Regions from separate parts of the Sus scrofa genome. Here region 2 is linked to region 1. Evidence: chromatin contacts called from public Hi-C data. All regions are on one chromosome and are shown on one strand. Each heading gives the region's core, a stretch centred on a gene start, on an enhancer-like site or on the middle of the called end of the contact. The rest is flanking DNA. Distances are from core to core; before and after follow the strand shown.

What was found. A called contact is a pair of places that touch in the nucleus more often than the background predicts.
Region 2: a contact with region 1 is called in a Hi-C map of omental adipose tissue, with 2.2 times the contacts expected there. The contact joins two enhancer-like sites. A contact is called at or near these places in 14 of 47 Hi-C or Micro-C datasets (alveolar macrophages, brain, embryonic fibroblasts and 9 more) and 1 of 2 datasets of contacts at active chromatin or transcription factors (skeletal muscle).

The regions. Positions count from the first base shown.
Region 1 is chr8:72,170,291-72,173,329 of Sscrofa11.1, reverse strand. All of the region lies in intron 2 of SHROOM3 (protein Shroom3), which reads right to left. Among named protein-coding and RNA genes, the nearest start is that of SHROOM3, 74 kb to the right of the region's middle. Within about 2 kb of position 1,594, at least 10 of the 83 cell types and tissues checked have an H3K27ac peak or open chromatin away from gene starts, as enhancers often do. A contact at or near this core is called in omental adipose tissue, where this site is marked.
Region 2 is chr8:72,401,450-72,404,488 of Sscrofa11.1, reverse strand. The region is part of intron 5 of SHROOM3 (protein Shroom3); the gene reads right to left. Among named protein-coding and RNA genes, the nearest start is that of SOWAHB, 140 kb to the left of the region's middle. Within about 2 kb of position 1,453, at least 9 of the 83 cell types and tissues checked have an H3K27ac peak or open chromatin away from gene starts, as enhancers often do. A contact at or near this core is called in omental adipose tissue, where this site is marked.

The sequences.
Region 1 (3,039 bases), core at 345-2,844:
TGCCAGCCTACACCAGAGCCACAGCAATGCTAGATCCGAGCTGAGTCTGTGACCTACACCACAGCTCACGGCAACACAGATCCTTAATCCACTGAGTGGGGCCAGGGATGGAATTCGCAACCTCATGGTTCCTAGTTGGATTTGTTACTGTGCGACTACGGGAACTCCATAGACTGATTTTGAATGTGGGTCACTGGGCTTCCATCCACTCAAGTTTTGCACCCCTGCTCCAGGAGTTGCAGCAGCAGAAGTTTTGAAATGATCAGTTAATGACTAAACAATAGTGGATCATTTCTCAAAGATCAATGGCTGACCCAGATAAGAAAAAGCAAAGTCCCCAAGTCTTCCAAATTTCCCCCTTATCCTCAGCATTTTCTCAGTGCCTCCCAGGTGAGGACAGAGACTTGTCCCTGTGGATGTTTGCTAAAGACAATGAAGTCATTTTCTTTTAAAGCCTTTACGTTAGGAGTTCTCTGGCTCAGCGGGTTAAGGATCCAAGTGTTGTCACTGCTGTGGTTCTGGTTACAGCCGTGGTGGGTTCGATCCCTGGCCGGGGAACTTTCATAGTTGCAGCCAACATTTAAAAAATAAAATAGGGAGTTCCCGTCGTGGCGCAGTGGTTAACGAATTTGACTAGGAACCATGAGGTTGCGGATTCGGTCCCTGCCCTTGCTCAGTGGGTTGACGATCCGGCATTGCCGTGAGCTGTGGTGTAGGTTGCAGACGCGGCTCGGATCCCGCATTGCTGTGGCTCTGGTGTAGGCCGGCGGCTACAGCTCCTATTGGACCCCTGGCCGGGGAACCTCTATGTGCCGCAGAAGCGGCCCAAAGATATAGCAAAAAAAAAAAAAAAAAAAAAAAGACAAAAAATAAATAAATAAAAATAAAAAATAAAATAGGGAGTTCCCGTTGTGGCACAGTGGTTAACGAATCCGACTAGGAACCATGAGGTTGCGGGTTCGGTCCCTGGCCTTGCTCCGTGGGTTAAGGATCTGGCGTTGCCATGAGCTGTGGTGTGGGTCGGATCCCGCGTTGCCGTGGCTCTGGCATAGGCTGGTGGCTATGGCTCCTATTCAACCCCTAGTCTGGGAAATGGCAAAAAGACAAAAAATAAATAAATAAATAAATAAATAAAATAAAAGCTTTACTTTAGCAATTATTCAGCTCTCCTTTCCCCCTCAAAGCAAGTAATCATAAATGTGATCAGCAAGGTAGAAATATTGTCTTCCCTGCAAACGTTAGAATTACAATTAACCACCAGCTTCCTCTTCTCCCCACGCCAGCCTGTACAGCTTTTTCTTATGTTGAGCCAGGGCTCTCTCCCTTAGAGGCTACAGCACAGACAAAAACATCTGTTGGGGAACCACGAAAGGCCTGAACCGTTCCATGGAGGGTCCTCTGAGGTCTGTGGTCTGTGGAACTCCAGGACGAGCCCTGGACACAGGTCAGCCACCTGCTCCAGCTCTGCAGATGGGAGCTGGGGGCCCAGCATCGTACGGGGAGCCTAGCAGCAGGCTGGCCCGAGGAGGGTGGTGCCCTGCAAAGCCTCGGAGCACTTTATAGGACTTGTTCACCCAGATGTGGGTGCGCGTACGGTTTGGGCACTTTTATGAAGTTGTCAACAACGTCAATTATGATCAATCCCCCTTCTCTCTTTTCTGTGTTTTAGCAAAATATGAAGCATTTTCCACCCTGGGCCCTGCCTAAAGCTCTCCCCAGTTAGTCACAATTCAGGTCTGTGAGAAGGTCTTTAACAGAATTTTCTGCTTCTTTTCCCTGCCTGGGAATGTCAAGTTATAAGAGAACCTATGCCTCAATGTCCTGGCAGCGCTCCCTCCACCAGCCCCTCAAGGCCACATTAGGTTTCCTTTCTTCCATTCTTCCAGGCACCCTACCCCAACTCATTTTGGAGGTAATTTGGGAAATGGCTTCCCAAAGCCCACCAAATTCAAAGGTTAAACATTTTCCTGATTTGACCCTCGATCCCCAAGCACCCTGCAAAGTGTATGACCTCTAGAGCAGGCCTGGGAAGATGGCAAATGAGGGAATGCTAAGAAAACAGTCCACATTCTGAATCTACCAGTTTTTTTCCTTTTCTTTTTTTTTTTTTAATGGCCACACCTGTGTCATTAGGAAGTTCCCAGGCTAGGGGCCGAATGGGAGCTGCAGCTGAGGCCTATGCCAGAGCTTGTGAAAACACTGGATCCTTAACCCACTGAGCGAGGCCAGGGATCGAACCCGAATCCTCAGGGGCACGTTCTTACGCTGGGTTCCTAACCCGCTGAGCCACAGCAGGAACTCCCCAAATCTACCAGTTTAAAAAAGCTGCTGCTTTCCTTCATTATTCTGTCCCTACCGTTTAGTAGGAAGAAAAGGCAAGAAGGAAAAGGATTTTCTCTGAGAATCAAAACTCAGCTCATGGCCCGTACTCTGCTCTCTCGCGTGAAGACGTCCCCCTCCCTCCCACCCCCTGGTCCCCAGGAAGACCTGCAGCATCCCAAGAATCTGCAAAGTTCACCACCAATCACTCTGCCATTGTTGGAGGTGAATCTCAGGAAGGAGCTGAGCTCCAGTTATGGGGATGATGAACCCAGCCTCGAGCTGCTCGAATCCTACGGCACAGGCTTAACCCACTGATCGACTTCATCCCCGTATTTATATGTCACTTCCTTCCAGTCCTGAGGACAGCTCTTTCACTTGACCCATGACCCTATCTTTTTAGCCCTTCCATTCTACTTCCACCTGCCCCGCTTAAGCCAACCTCTGTCTTGACGTCTTCTAGGTCCTTAGAGAAGGGGGAGCTTCTTATTTAGGCCTCAAGCCATTCCCTTTGGCCTCAGGTGGAAATTCTTTGGCTAAAGGTCACCCAGCCTGCATGTGAAGCAGGTCCCTGGCCTCTGCCCCCAGGAGTTCTTGGAAGCCTCTTATCTAGTTTCTGTGGACAGGTCCTTTATTCTGTTTCAGCAACAGGGTTGCCCATCTCATTCCACGGTCTGCCTCCTGCCTCTTTCCTAGCCCACCTGGCCAGGGGCCACCAGC
Region 2 (3,039 bases), core at 204-2,703, 230 kb before region 1:
ATGCTCTACGCCAGCTCACTCCCTTCCTTTATTTAAGTCTCTGCATCAGCGAGGACTTCCTGGACCTCACTCTCGAAAACGTACCTCTCCCCTCCTTCCTCCCTGTGCCTCTGCTTTATTTTCTTCATGGACATGTACCATTTGACATGACATCCTATCTGCTTAAAAGTACTTTCTAAATACTTAAAACACAGCAAAGAGCACAAAACACGTGTATGACAACATTGCCTAAAGGTACACCCAGAACCTGAATTCCTTAGACGATCAGATATGTTTGGATAATACTGAGCTAAACAAGTTGAATAACTTTAGTTACTTTAATTCTTTATTTTTATTTTTTATTATTCTTATTTTTTAGTAGTTATTTCCCCAATACTTTTATTTTTATTGTTTTTAATAGTTATTTCCCCAATAATTTTATTATTTTTTAATAGTTATTTCCCCAATACTTGGTAGTTATTTTAAGACGTCAGAGTCCGTCATACACTGTTGCTTATGTGATATGCTTAAAGGAAAATATACAAAGCAGTGTTTTCTTTCTTTTCTTCTTCTTCTTTTTTTTTTTTTTGTCTTTTCTGCCATTTCTTGGGCCGCTCCGGTGGCATATGGAGGTTCCCAGGCTAGGGGTCTAATCGGAGCTGTAGCTGCCGGCCTACACCACAGCCACAGCAACGCAGGATCCGAGCCGCATCTGCAACCTACACCACAGCTCATGGCAACACCGGATCCTTAACCCACTGAGTGAGGCCAGGGATCAAACCTGCAACCTCATGGTTCTTAGTCAGATTCATTAACCACTGAGCCACGATGGGAACTCCACTAAGCAGTGTTTTCTAAACTTAAATGATCCCAGAAACTTTTCTCTAAGGAGCACCTAATGGATGATTATTCCAAGGACTGCATCTGGGGAAACAATAAATATTCTGGGGTAGGGGGTTTTATGTCTTCTTCAGCCCTCTGCCCTCAGTAACTGGAAATCATCCATGACACAGAGAGTATTCCAGGCATATTTGCTGAAAGAATGATTGATGAACATGTACGGCTTCTTCAATATTTTAAGACTGTTCTTTCAGCCTCTCAGGAGGGAACCAGATCACATGACTTTTCAAGGCTTCTTCTAAAGTCCCCAGGTCTTTAGAAGTTCTGATACTTTAGGGCCACTGTGGGACTTCCAGGGGACAGCAAAAAGACAGTGATGAGGGTCTGACAAAAGCAGCTGAAGAACGACTGCAGTGAAATTCCCGATGGGAGCCAGCAGACAGGGCCAATGACGTGTCTTCAGCCTCTTTGAACCACTCTCTCCCTCTCTCTGGCCTCTGCCCAGCCCCAAGCTCCCTCCTCCTGCTTTAAGAAGAAAGAGAAACAGAGCCACACATTTAGGACAGGGACTGGGTTTCTGGAGCTAAAGGAAGGCTGTCCCAGGGGTGTGGAGCACCAGGCCACTAGATGCCACTGTGCTCCTCGGAAACGTGATGCAGAGCTTCTGCCAGAGCTGCCAGCGGGTGGCTGAACAGACCATAGGACGCTACGTGCATGCGGGGGCAGAAAAGAATCTCCGTGCCGTGTCATCCGGGGTGACCTGAGCTTCCTATCTCCCTCTGCACCCCACACAGAGCTCTTGCCCTGCCAGTCACTCTGTCGGGGGAGGCTGTTCTGAAGCCTGAATTAGAGGGTCAAGATCCACACCCCCGCTGGAGGCTGGGACGCGGAGGAGGAATGGCACAGCCTTCAAAATATCGTACTTCTCTCTCTGCCTTCTTTTCTGTAGTTTAACTTTTTCTAGCTTTGTACATATTCTAAATATATGTTAAAATCACACTGTTCATTTCCTACTTTTCAAATAAATTTTTTTTTTTTTAAAAAATACGGTATTTACGTATTTCTGAAGCCAGCGCCGCCTTCTCCTGGGGCCCTGGGGAGCTCCCCATAGTTACTGCGAGCAGTTACTCTAACACGGATTGCAGCTGCCTCATTTTTCTCTTTGGGTCAGCGTGTTTTTTAGGGCACAGTATGACATCAGATTTAGGGTCTCCTAAGGCTAGGGGGTTAGGAGGCTCCAAAGGGCCCCACTGCTGAGGGGTACTCAGTGATACACACCTGCATTGTGTAAGTTTATGCCATCAACCCAACTCAAAGCTAGGTTTCACGGTGCCTCAGATAAGTCTTCAGCCTAATTATCATAATTGGTTTTCATAATTATTGAGTGCCTCCTACGTTCCAGGAACTAAACTAAGTGTTTTTCATATGTTATCCTGCTTAGTCCTCACTACGATCCAATTAAGTATGTATTATTAATTTTATTTTGCAGACAAGGAAACCGAGATCAAAGAGGTAAAGTGATTTACTCAAGCTTAAGTAACAGGAGGGGAACTTGAGATTTAAACTGAGGTCTGGAGTTCCCGACGTGGCTCAGTGGCTAACGAACTCGACTAGGAACAATGAGGTTGTGGGTCCGATTCCTGGCCTTGCTCAGTGGGTTAAGGATCCGGCGTTGCCATGAGCTGTGGTGTAGGTGGCAGATGCGGCTGGGATCCTGTGCTGCTGTGGCTCTGGCGTAGGCTGGTGGCTACAGCTCCAATCGGACCCCCAGCCTGGGAACCTCCATATGCCGCGGGAGCAGCCCCAGAAAAGGCAAAAAGACAAAAAAAATAAAAATAAAAAATAAATAAAATAACTACTGTAGAGGAATGCTAGCCACTGGTTACATGCCACAGCTCTGAAACCTGACTTGGGGCCTGGATGTGAGTCTTGACTTGGGGGCTGGTCAGATGTTTGACCTTGGCCAAGTCTGTCTCTCCAGCCTCACTGTCCTGTCCTGTGAAAGGGGGTTAAGGACACTGTATCTGTTTTGAGGGAGTAGGTAAGGATCACCCAAGATGAAGTGCACACAGCAGTGATCGGGGTGTGCACTGCTTCTGTGGGAGCTAAGTTGTTAACTCGCCTTAAGAGAGGGAGAAAAACCAAGTGTGAAGTTCAAATACAGAATTCCATCATTCCGATAAAAAAACAGACATATGTGACTACAGAAAGAAGGACGTG